2 separate regions of the Mus musculus genome follow, and region 2 is linked to region 1. The links are chromatin contacts, called in public promoter capture Hi-C maps. All regions are on one chromosome and are shown on one strand. The core of a region is the stretch at or near the end of the contact, and the rest is flanking DNA. Distances in the headings are between cores, read along the strand shown.

Region 1 (6,178 bases), core at 2,603-5,102:
CACCTGGCTGTCTTAGAATCTGTAGACCAGGCTGGACCGACATGCTGAATGAAATTCTATTGTAGAAATGGCCATGGCTGCTTGCTTAGTTGCTGTGCCTCAACTGCCTCAGCTGTAAAATGGGTCCAAGGGAGTCAATGAATGAGAGTCAAAGGAAACAGGCCACCAACCAGTATGGTGTCAGGGATGATGGGACACAGGCTGCTGTGCTGTCTCTTTAAGGGTGATCTTCCTGAAAGGTATAGCAGTCCCCCCAGCCCCAGGGGCTTCCCCTGTTGGGGACTGCACTGTCACAGGCCAGAATCTGCCAAGGTTCCCAGTCCACAAGAGCCTTCCACTTGATTCTTAGCTCTTCCACGAGACAGGCCTGCATTAATCATGCCCACTGCGAATAGAGGCCGACCTATAATTGTGGCTTATTAACTGCATTTTCTTTTCTTATTTGTGTGTGTGAATTCTGCCTGACTTCCAGAAAGCAAATTACAGGTTGGAAATCAGAATGTTTCAAAAAGGGGCGAAAAGGTTGAAGCAGAGCGATCGCTACATAATGAGGTGTCCCATGATGGTGGCAAGGCTGGGTGAACAGAGCGTCCGTTGTCATCCCTCATTCATCCAGGTAACAGCCTGAGAAGGCCCTGGAGAGCACCCCAGGTGGTAGGGGGGCATCCTGGGCTGGCTTCCGTCAAAGGCCCAGGTTGATGGTTGTGGTTCGTGAACCTTGGGACATAGCCCAGCAAAGCAGACAACTAGAGACACGGGATAGGACCATTCTCTCTGGATGTCCGTAGTGTTGGCTGGCAGTCGCCTTCCACTGGGCTTTTGACCAATGAGGCCTTTGTCAGGATAAGGGACGGGGTGAGTAATGAAGTCTCTGAGGCTGTGTTCTTCATGTCATCCAACAAGCATCAAACCAATATTTGTGTTTTTCTCTTTGGATTAAGGGATGTTGCTGGCTGGGTCCTCTCTCTCTCCTTCCCCTCTTCCCACCTCCCGTCTCCTGTGTGTGTGTGTGTGTGTGTGTGTGTGTGTGTGTGTATGGGTATATGTGTATGTGTTCATATGTGTGAGTTTCTCCTGTGAGTCCCAAGGACAGTGGGAGTCAGAGGACAACCTCAGGTATCAGGTCTCGCCTTTCACTTTGTTGAAGATAGGGTCTATCACTTGCAGCTCCATGTGTCAGGCTGGCTGCCTTCAAACTTCTGTGGAGCCTCTCAACTCTACCTCCTCTCTTGCTGAAGGAATGATGAGATTACAGACTCCAGCTACTACATCTGGCTTTATGTGGGTTCTGGCAATCCAAATTCAGGTTCATACATTTTTTTTTTAAGAAAAAGATTTATTTATTGAGTTCATATGAGCATGCTGTCTTCAGACACACCAGAAGAGGGTGTGGGATCCCATTACAGATGGTTGTAAGCCACTATGTAGTTGCTGGGAATTGAACTCAAGACTTCTAGAAGAGCAGCCAGTAGCCGGGCAGTGGTGGTGCATGCCTTTAATCCCAGCACTTGGGAGGCAGAGGCAAGTGGATTTCTGAGTTCGAGGCAGCCTGGTCTACAGAGTGAGTTCCAGGACAGCCAGGGCTGTACAGAGAAACCCTGTCTCAAAAAATCCAAAACTAAACAAACAAAAAAACAAAACAAAAAAAAAACCCAGCCAGTGCTCTTAACAGCTGAGCCATTTCTCAAGCCCCAAGGTCTTTAGATTTTTGAGGCAAGTGCTTTATGCAGAGAACAATTTCCTCGGCTTTGAGGTCTCTTTTTTTTAAACCTAGGTCATGTCATGATTTATAGACATCAGGACTGGGGGCGGGGGGTGGGGGAGGAGGGTGCTCACAGTCCCAGGTTCCATCCCCAGCAGTCAGGAGCAATGGATTTCAGATATAACATCCCAACTGGAGAGAGCACAGGCCTGTGGCATATTCCAGCTGTGTGCTGTCACTGCCTGGTAGCATCCCTGAGCTCAGGTTTCTCTGTAGCCCTGGAAAACAGAGAGACTAGGCTGGGGCAGGGGAGGGTTGCAAACCCACAGCAGAAATGCATGTGGCAGACACAGAGAAGGGGAAGGGATGGACCCAAGCGTTCATTTCCTCAGAGCAGCTTTTCTTCCCACCTACACTGCTATGTCAGGCATGGAAATGATAAACCTTGTTGTTTATCATTTTGGTGCTAAGGATGGAAATCAGGACTTGGCATCTATAGGGCAAATGCTCCACCATTCAACCATGCCCATGCCCCTGCCCTGCATTGCTAATGCCGACATCTCACAGTAGGCAGGAGGTGCTGTTTACAGCCCCATTTTACGGACTGGACAAGTAGGCAAAGAAGTGAGAGTTGCCGCCGAGGTCTCATAGCAGGTAGTGGCAGAATGGCTCTATGAGCCTGAAGTATAAGGGCCCATGGTGAGCTAGAACAAGCCCTTCAATGAGCCGCTGTTTAAGCTTGACCCAGCCTTACTAGAATTTTCAGCTTTTTAAAGAGAGGCAGGAAATCCATAGTTGAATGTAAAATTACATCATAAAAAACTGACTGTGCGCTGGCAAAGCAACTCAGTGGTAGGAGTGCTGGCCTAGCATGTGTGGGGCCCTGGACCCCTCAGCAAGGGAAGGCTGTTCACTTTAGTCATTGAACAGTGAGCAGGTGTTCACTTATTTTGCTACAAGGGTCTCACGTATCTCAGGCTGGCCTCAAACTCACCACGTAGCAGGAGGTGACCTGGAACTTCTGATTCTCTTGCCTGCATCTCCCATGTGCGAGGATCACCAGTGTGACACCGCGCCTGGTTTATGTGATAGTGGGGATTAACGTATGGCCTCGTGCTAAGGGAACACTACCCACGGAACCGCATCCAGAAAATTGAACTTTCTTTTTTTTGTTGTTTTTGTTGTTTTGTTTTGTTTTGTTTTTTGAGACAGGGTTTCTCTGTATAGCCCTGGCTGTCCTGGAGCTCACTTTGTAGACCAGGCTGGCCTCGAACTCAGAAATCCGCCTGCCTCTGCCTCCGGAGTGCTGGGATTAAAGGCGTGTGCCACTACGCCCGGCTTTGAACTTTCATTTTGTAAATACCGTGTGGCCAAACAGAATGGTGTGTTTAGATCAGGGTTTGATGGTGCACTTCTGGAATCCCACGTGCAGGGGGTTGAAGCGAGAGGATTGTAAGTTTGAACTCAGTCTGGGCTACAGAGCAGGAGCCGTCCAGCAAGTGAGTGAAGGTGCTTGTCACCAAGCCTGAGCTTGGTTCTTGCAACCTGCAAAAAAGGAGAGAAATGAGTTGTCCTCTGATCGACCGTCACACACGAACCATGACACGAACATATACATCTGCCTACACAATAAATAAATAACCCAAAAATCCCAAAACCACAAATGTCCAGTTTTGCCTGATGACATGAGGAAGAAGGAGAGGAGAGGAGGTTGGAGGGAAAGACCAGCTAATGACAACCAGCTTCATTTAAGAAACATCCGGATACACGTGCCGAATGCCGGGCTCTGTGCTGGTGCCAAAAGATCAGATCTGAATGGACGTTAGCCTTGCCTGGGGAGGGGCATACAGTTCCACTCCCATCTTTGTTCTGGGCTTTGAGGTGAGAGTGCAGAGGCTGGGGTCCCTCCTCTGTGCTTGCTCCCTGCATCTTGCCTCTGGACTCCTCTGCTGCTCAATTTTAAGAAGCAGTGCCTGAAGTAGAATGATGTTTAGGTCCCGTTGTTGTCTTGTCAGGCAGGGCATTGCTGTTCCTTAGAGTCATGGGCCTCATCTTAAAGATCCCTGCGAATAGTCATGGGGCGTGGGTTTGACAATCTGGGGCTGGTCACGTCTCTTTACAATGGCCTGTAATTCCAGGAGCAGCCGCTAGGGGGACAAGGTTGCTCGTGTCATATAACATTTCCCAGAGGAAAGCAGATCTGGTAGCCAGCCAAGCACCCACTTTGTCCCTTTTGACCTGCCCAGATCCTTAGCGTCCTTCCACAATGTAGATGTTGGAGCCTACAGTAACCTCATGCCCCTGAGTAGAGTCGCAGAGAACCGCTGCACCGGAGCAATGGGTCTCAGGTGCCCCAGGCTCCTCTGTTTCCCCTCCCCCGTCATAGAACCTCACCACCTCATCGAATTGACTGATTCATTCCTGGTGGCTTCTGCAGCCGCTTCCATGGCTGCACCTTGAACTTGCATTAAGTTTTAATTAAAGCCGTTACACCAGCCTTGCCCTTGGCTAAATGCAGCTGTGGGCACAGGGCACATAGATATTTAATACTCTGCCTCTCCCTGCTGATGGCACAGGGTGCCCAAGGGTGTACCCGAGCCATGCCCTGCACACAGCGATCTGCGAGCTTGCTTAAGTGTGCCCACAAGCCCCGAGCGGGAGGCTGCGCAATAACTATTCATTGCCCTGGGTTAAGTGTGCCCAGGGGCACCTGTAAACTCAATGCAGTGATTAGCGATTGCTCCCAGGGAAGACTACTCGAGGTCCTGCTGAGTGTCTGCTGGCCCTAAATATAGTCTGCCTGTGGCCACTTAAAGGACATGGTGGGTTTAGACTGTGCGCTTGATCCCACTTCCTTTTGTTTCTTTACACAAAATTGTTCCCTCCGTGGAAAAGCCCAGCCTCTAGGGCTGCCTTGTTGCACTAGCCCCGAGGTGTAGAAACAGGAGAGAGGCTTTGGTGGCTGCCCTGGGAAATGTGGAATCCCTTTACCATCTCACCAAACCTCAGATGTCATTCCCATTCCTTCCTCTCTGCTCCCAGAGTGAAGTCAGTACCCACAAGGTGAGGAAATTACAGGCTCCTTGTGGGTTGTGCTGAGCACCGTGGGCAATGGTAGGGGCGGGCAGGTGTCTCTGAAGCCAGGGGCAGCACAGCTAAGGCACCGACAAGGCTGAGAGGTCGGGGGTCGGGTATCCCCAACCCTGTCCACCTGTCTCCAGGTCTGAAAGAATGGATTCTGTACACGTGGTGGAAAGGGGTGTAGCCTTAGGTGGGAAAGTTGTGATGGCTCATTAGTCTTTTTGGACCCAGTGTCCTTAACTTTCACAGGTGGAGGGGAGGGAGTTGCTCTCTGTTAGCCTTGGCTCTGTCCTGTTTCTCAAGTGCCCTACCCATGCTTGCAGCAAAGATAAAGGGAGTGGGAGTGGGTGAAGCCAGTGGAAGGGGAAGAGGTGAGCTGTGAGCTGCTCTGTGGCTAAAGGCACTCCCACCCACACCTGACAACTCGAGTTCTGTGTCCCGGACCCACACGGTGGAAACAGCTGACTCCTCTCAGTGGTCCGTGGACCCCTGCACACGCACAATGTGGCAGGTGTGTGCTTCCCCCCCCCCACGCTGACATAATAAATACATAAATAATATAGTAAAGGAAAAGGAGATAGGACAGCTGGGCTCAGGCAGGTCCCTTGGCCACACCTCGAGGCTCAGGTGCAGGGAGAGACCAGCTGTCTAGGATTGCCCGAGACCATCCTTATTTTAGCATTGAAAGTTCTTCATTGGGGGAAAATGGAGATGACTGGGCATTTGAAACATAGCGCCAAGGGCAAGCACACTCTTGTATCTTTTGCTTATTGGAGTCTGTAGGGGATGGGGAAGAAGTGGGGGCCTTGGGGTACGATGAGGCAGGAGGACCTGAAAGAGGCCTGGGACCCACCCGACATCTTGAACAGCAGGGCCGTTCGACACACACACACACCCTCCACCTTGCCAGCTGTGCTCTGTGCTCCAGCTGCCCTGACGGCCTGGCCCAGGGCAGCAGCTGAGGTGACATTTCCCTGGGTCTGTTGACACTTGAGTCCCAGAACATAAATGATTTTCTTGTCTTAATGAGCAAACAATCGGGGCAGCCCAGCTCTGTCTCTGGATCCCTGCTGAGCCAATTGCCCAGGCAAAGGCTCACTCACTTTTGCCCACAGCACACAGCTGTTCCTTCCTCTTGTTCTGCAGGTCTCCAGGCCCTGGCCTCCAAGGACTGATGCTGGACAGGTAGGTGTGGTAAGGGCACTGTTCTGAAGGGTTCTGCTAGGCTCTGAGGTTGTCACTTCCATGGCCCCTTTGTGGAGAGTGTCCATGGACAGTAGTGACCTTCGTGGGTCTGGGCTTTGGCAAAACTCCCCCCAACCCCCATCCTCCATGCATAAGTCTGAAGCTGTCTGAAAAAACCTGGGGGGATTCTGCTGGGGTAGGAAGTCTCTG
Region 2 (6,178 bases), core at 2,250-4,749, 290 kb after region 1:
GGAGTGGGTATGGCCAGGGCAGCAAGGAGGCCCTGCTCCTCGCCTCGCAGAGTTACACTGGCTGCCCTCAGCCTCTGGGACTTAGTTTTCCAACTGTATGCTTGTACCGAGCAGCCAGTAAGTGGGGGGATGAGGGCGCAAGCGACCTTACCCCCAGTGATCCGTTGGGATCCTTCAAGGACTGGCTGGGGTGAGCTAGGTATGGGGGTCCCTCAGGAAACTTCCTGGTCCTACAAAAAGGCTGTGTTCCCTTGGGGTCACCTTGCTGGCCAGCTCTGTGGTGCATACCCAGGCTGAGTCAATAGGACAGGGAAGGCATGGATGGGAGCAGGGCCTAGGCCCCTCAAAGTCCACACCGTGGTCAAGGGTGGAAGGAACCTTCTTCACTTAATGGTGGTGGCTTCTTGCGGCGAGAACGGTGACTTTGTATCATAAAGTGTGTGGCTTCCTGTTCTCAATAAAAAGTAATAAATTGGATTATTTATACCACCTGAGTAACAGCTGTCCTCCCTCTCTGAGAACCTGGGGCTGGGCCCATGGCACGGAAGGGTACAGGGCTCTTTTGTCTCTCTCCTGTTTCCTGTACTCTCCTCCTTTCCTGATGTGGTAGCCTCCTTAGCTTCCTGAACCAGCCCAGAGCTCCCACCATGGGTCCATTCTCTGGAGAACACATCTCTCCATAGCCTGGGGCCTCCCAGCCATGGCTGCAGCTCCCTAGCGCGCAACCCTAAGAGACACTGGGGGTGGGGGGCTCCAGCTCCTCCCTGCTCATCAGCACCTCCGCCGGCCCCAGCACTCCCCAGGTCCCTAGGTTCTCTGGGTAGGCGGGCACTGTAGGCCTCAGTTGACCCTGGGATGTCCCAGCAGCTGTGAGCCCTGGCGGGATTTGACACCAGGCACATGCTACCACTTGCTCACACCCCACGGTAGTGGCGCTTCCTGGTAGAGCTGCCCACCCATCTGCAGTCTGTCAGTCAGCCACATCCACACAGTGCCATGTCTTGCCAGCCAAGCCCTTGCTGGCACCCAGCCAGGAATGGCAGCACTATCCATTATTTTTATGCCCAAGAAGTTAATGCAGTCCTCTTATCTCTAATCCTGGGGTGTGGCCTTGGAAACTACATGTCCCAGCATGCACTGCTCTGAGCACCCTGTCTATGGCAAACCCCCATCTACCAGGCAAGAGTTCCCAAAAGGAGACAGGGATGCATGCTGGGATCTGTAGTCTCTAGCTGAATGTTCCCGTTGAGCAGGAGGGTGACCCACTGTGTTCCCCTCGATTACACTCCTGGTGACTGAGGAGGGAACCCTAACACAAACCCAGAGAGGACATCAGCGGGAGGGCTTGGGATGCCAATGACCTTCTGGGCTGTGGTTTCCTTCTAGCGATCCATGCCTGGCGACGGACTGCAAATACGCCAGCAAGTTCCACTTCCACTGTCTCTTCGGGAACTGCAAGTACGTCTGCAAGACCTCGGGCAAGGCTGAGTCCCACTGCTTGGACCACATCAACCCCAGCAACAGCCTGGTGAACGTGCGAGACCAGTTTGCTTACTACTCTCTACAGTGCCTGTGTCCCAACCAGGTCAGTGAGGCGGGGCGGGGGAGGCTCAAGGCCCAGGGCAAGCTTCTCCTGGCAGAGACTCCACTTTTCACACCATTTTAAAGTTGGCCTGCACTAGACACTGGAAAGGACACCCACTGTCTGTCCCCAGAGCCCCTAGAGGCCCCTGGGCAGGGGTCCAGACTGATGCTCAATTGGTGAGGGCTGTCATTTCAGGCCTAACTCCCAGTGGTGACTAAATGCTATCTCAGCCACCGTGTGTTTGACATCATTTGTGCCCATCCTGGAAATAGCTATGCCCCCTTTCCCTAGAGGCCTAGAATTTTAAAATAGGCTCATTGGATAAAGAAATAGAACAGTCCATGCCTGGCAGAAAGAACAGATCAGGTTCTCTTTAAAGGCCCAGTCTCCAAGATTGGTAGGCTGCCTGAGTAGTCACAGGTAAGGTCTAAGTGTGCAGAAAAGACTGTTACAATAGATTAGTGATGTCTACCTAGGTTGGGAGTGCTGGGGTAGATTAGTGATGTCTGCCCAGGTCTTGTCCTACAGGGACGAAATTGAAAAAACAGGTTAGAGATGTCTGCTCTGGGTGTGGCATTAGCAAAGAGGTACAAAATGTTTTAATGATGCGACAAAGCAGTCCTACTGCTTCACGCAATTGTGTTTTCTAACTGGGAGCATGGAAGAACACAAGTGCAGAGAAACTTCCATGGCCCAGAGACAAGCAGGAGCTCACAGATGTTCCTGCCTGGCCTGACGCACATACGTATGCCTTGCCTCCCTCCGCAGCACTGTGAGTTCCGGATGCGTGGACACTACCACTGCCTCCGGACGGGCTGCTACTTTGTCACCAACATCACCACCAAACTTCCATGGCATATAAAGAAGCATGAGAAGGCTGAACGACGGGCAGCCAACGGGTTCAAATACTTCACCAAGCGCGAGGAGTGCGGAAGACTAGGTACTGAGGCCAAGGGTGGGCAGGGACTTCCAGTAGGCCCGGGCCACCTTTCCAGGTACTGCTGCCACCATCCCAGCCCCATGACCCGTGAACGATATCACAGACGTCATCTGCCAAGTGTTGTCTGACAAGTTGTAAAACATCAGAGCCCATACGTCCCAGAGGGACAGCGAGGGCGGCCCCAAGAATCATCCCCACCCCAAGGCAACACCCTGGGGCCATACCCTGCATCCTCGGCTCTGCTTCTCTTGCTTCCCCGAGTGGACAGATAAGACTCGGACGTCCTGTGAGCCCTTTAGTTTTGAGGGTTTTGTCCACAACGAGCTGTTTGCCATTTCAGTTATTTATTTACTTTGTAAAGCCTTTAGCACATGCTTACAAAAACTGAGGTACGTGAGGTGCCAGAGACGGAGGCTCCGGGTGCTTCTGAGCTTGGCAGCGGGTGTCTTTCGATGCCTCTCGGATACCTTCCTGCTCTGGCCCTATAGAGAAGAGCCTCAGGCCCACAGGCAGAGGCAAATTTAGGCGCAGGGCAAGCTTCTATAGACCTGCAGATGTGGGGCAGAATTTTCCTAGGAATGGACCGGAAGCTGGAAGATAGGGAAGGGCGGGTGGATAGATGTGGTGTCTACCGGGCAGGCCTCTCCTGGTCATGTGCTCACGGTGGTAGGGGCCTTTGGAGTTCCTGGAGGTTGCTGTCACCTCCAGTCTGGGCCCTCCGTAGACGGCTGAGACAGTCCAGAACTGCCAGAAGAGAAAGAAAACAACCCTTTCCTTTAAGTGTTAGTTTAAGAGAGGATCCCTGGCTCGAGGAGGGCCGGTAACCACAGCAGCAGGTGCCCACACCTGGTGGCCTCTGCTGTGCTGGGCTTGGCTTTCAGCTGTCAGGGGACTTGTTCTTTACTCAACAGTTTGGTGGCTTTGGTAGTAGCTGGGGCCAAACAAAGCTGGGAGGTGACATAAGACACCTGGCCAGCCCGGTACCATGGCAACGGGCAGGCCCTCGCCTGCCCTGCCTGCCCTGAGCTGTTGCCTGTTTAGGTCCTGCCTGCTCTGTTTGTTCTCAGCCTAGGAGGGCGGAGGCAGGCTGGAGGCCGGCTGACCAGCAATCTGAACAAGGTGGCTGGCTGAGAGAGGTCCTTTCTTGAAGGTCCCTTGGCCACGGATCTGTGACTTCTCAGGGAGGAGTGTATAGAACAAGCCAAAGGGGAGGCCAGGGATTAGCCAGCCAGGCAGACTTGGCTTCCTGGAATGAGCTAGTTAGAGGTATTCCCCCGGATGCCACCTGCCTATGTGGCACGTCACCTCTGTGCCCAGCACACTATCTGGGGAAGCTCATGGCTGCTGTGTTCACACCCACAGGCTGCAAGTACAACCAGGTGAACAGCCACTTCCACTGCATCCGGGAAGGTTGTCAGTTCTCCTTTCTCCTCAAGCACCAGATGACCTCGCATGCCCGGAAGCACATGCGGAGGATGCTGGGGAAGAACTTTGACCGAGTGCCCCCATCCCAGGTGAGAGCCCCCCACGTGGCTCAACGGTCCTTCCTCTTAGGTGCAGGGCCCCATGTTACCCATAATGCCCAAGGAAGCCGTGGGCTACTACCTTAGGGCCCCTCTCCTTTCTTCCAGGGTCCCCCGAGCCTAATGGATGCCGAGACAGACGAGGGCATGGACTATACAGGCTGTAGCCCTGGAGCGGCGTCCTCAGAGTCTTCCACCATGGACCGTAGCTGTTCCAGCACCCCTGTGGGCAATGAGAGCACAGCTGCAGGTGAGTGGCCCAGGCCCAGCCGAGTCGTGCTTGGGACACAGGTTGAGAGTCAAGCGGCCTCCAAGGAGGCCAAGGTGGAATGCAGCAGACAAGCTTGTACAACGTTGGGCATTGAGGCCTCTCCTCTGGCCATTCTGCCCACATCTCTGCTGCTCTCCCTCCCCCAGATCACTTCAGTTTCCCCAGAGAGGGACCAGGGCTTGTCCCATTAGCCCCAGAGAAAGCACCAGAGCCCCTGTACCAGCCTCCTCATGGCCTCAGTCCCAGCCTCCATCCAGAACCCAGAGCGGGGACCCCCCCCTCAGAGGTTCCTGCCTCCCTGCCGTGTCCTCTGAAAGGCCCTCCCACCATGACCTCTGCCCACACTGCACCAAGCAGCCTCTCTCCTTCCCCCCCTTCTTCCTTGCTGAACCTCTCTGCTCATCTGTCCACATATTTCCATACTGCACTTGCCATTGGGTTTCTCATTTGGGTTTTTGTTTTTGTTTGTTTGTTTGTTTGTTCTTTTTTTCTCTGCTTCTCTTCATCCTCTCCAGGCTGCCCGGTTCCTCCTCCTCCTCCTCTTCCTCCTCCTGCTGCGGCTGGTGACGAGGCTGCTCGTGGGGCTGCACCGCCCACCCTGACTCCATCCTTCCCACCGGCTGTGCTCCGGCCTCCCCTTGCCCCCCTCCCATGCCTCTTCTCTCCGTCCTGTCTGTCATACTCTCTGCTCAGTGCCACTCTGGGAGCCAGCCGGGGCCTGGCCCGCCCCATCAGCAGCCCGCCCAGCTTCCCGCCCGTCACTGCCACTCCAACTCCAGTAAAAAGTGACGCCCCCCTAGTTCAGGATGCTGCAGGTAACTCAAACATGCCTTCTTGCCAGTGTCTGACACCCCGAGTGAGCCTCAAGGCTGTGTGTGATCCACGACTGGATCCTTTCCTGTGACCAGCAGAGCCAAGGGCAGGGCTGCCCCACTCCCCTAACAGCCAAATACCTCAGAGAACAGATTACTGCCAGGGTCCTGCCAGGTGACCTGTGAGGTCCTTGGCACCGTGAGGGCAGAGCCCTGCTATTCTCAGTTTGCTTTGGAGCTGTCCAGGTTTGGACCTCCTTTCCCTTCCGGAGCTAGACAGGGAGAAGAAACCTACGTGCGGAACCACCAGGCTCACCCAGCGCTCTCGCCGTCTCAGCCCTATGTGTAAAATGGTGTGCTTGTTCTTCTCCTTGGGTAGACATCACCCCTAGGTCTCTCTCTATCCATCCATTCCTGTTTCACATTCTGACTGAGCCTGGGTGCTATCCGATTCCCAGAGCTAGTGGCTCTGAGCAGGACAAAATGAATTCAGCCCCTGAAAGCTCTCTGGCCGGCATACTCAGGCAGAGCCCCACGACTTCAAGCTGCAGTGCTCTGTCCCCCACTGATTTCCAGACTGGAGCTGCTCCCTTGTCCCCTGCCTGGATGCTCCCACGCCATCCTAGCCCTTGATTTCTTCTCATCTGCCAAGAGTGGTGACTGAGCCTTTTTTTTCATTATACTACTGCAGAAGTTTGAAGGCAGAGTGGTAGGTAGCCAGGCATCCTGGGAAGGCTCAGGGAGGAAGACGCTTCCATCTACCCTGGGCAGGGCCTGGCCTGGGGTCTTTTGGTCCCAGGGAATATGTGACTGAATGCTAGAACTGGGTGCCTTATCTCCAGTGCCTGTGCAGCTAGCAGGACGCCACCACGGGCGTGTTCAGGTACTTTCCAGGAAGGCACAGAGAAGACTGTGACCATGGTCTTCCTGATCCCTAAGAATCAGGGTGGGGCCAGGATGGCTGGCAGAGAGCCTAGACTCCTGGGTTCAGGCCTCAGCAAAGGCTCCCAACAGAGAGGGCAGCAGCGTCTTTTTGGTATTTCTACG

The links. Capture Hi-C pulls out chosen DNA fragments and counts their contacts.
Region 2: a promoter capture Hi-C map of pancreatic islet shows a contact between it and region 1. The contact joins two enhancer-like sites. A contact is called at or near these places in 7 of 39 promoter capture datasets (the C10 cell line, cranial neural crest, embryonic stem cells and 4 more), 5 of 115 datasets of contacts at active chromatin or transcription factors (all in embryonic stem cells) and 2 of 9 other capture datasets (embryonic stem cells and pancreatic islet).

The regions. Positions count from the first base shown.
Region 1 is chr4:148,658,454-148,664,631 of GRCm38.p6, forward strand. It overlaps Gm572 (predicted gene 572), which reads left to right. Exons shown (of 12, transcript NM_001368835.1): 5 at 473-616; 6 at 5,930-5,968. Among named protein-coding and RNA genes, the nearest start is that of Gm572, 18 kb to the left of the region's middle. Within about 2 kb of position 3,853, at least 10 of the 459 cell types and tissues checked have an H3K27ac peak or open chromatin away from gene starts, as enhancers often do. A contact at or near this core is called in pancreatic islet, where this site is marked.
Region 2 is chr4:148,944,637-148,950,814 of GRCm38.p6, forward strand. Casz1 (castor zinc finger 1) reads left to right here. Exons shown (of 21, transcript NM_001159344.1): 17 at 1,387-1,585; 18 at 2,354-2,525; 19 at 3,888-4,039; 20 at 4,157-4,298. It overlaps Gm13205 (predicted gene 13205), which reads right to left. Exons shown (of 3, transcript NR_154553.1): 2 at 4,131-4,271; 3 at 2,853-3,269. Among named protein-coding and RNA genes, the nearest start is that of Gm13205, 4.6 kb to the right of the region's middle. Within about 2 kb of position 3,500, at least 33 of the 459 cell types and tissues checked have an H3K27ac peak or open chromatin away from gene starts, as enhancers often do. A contact at or near this core is called in pancreatic islet, where this site is marked.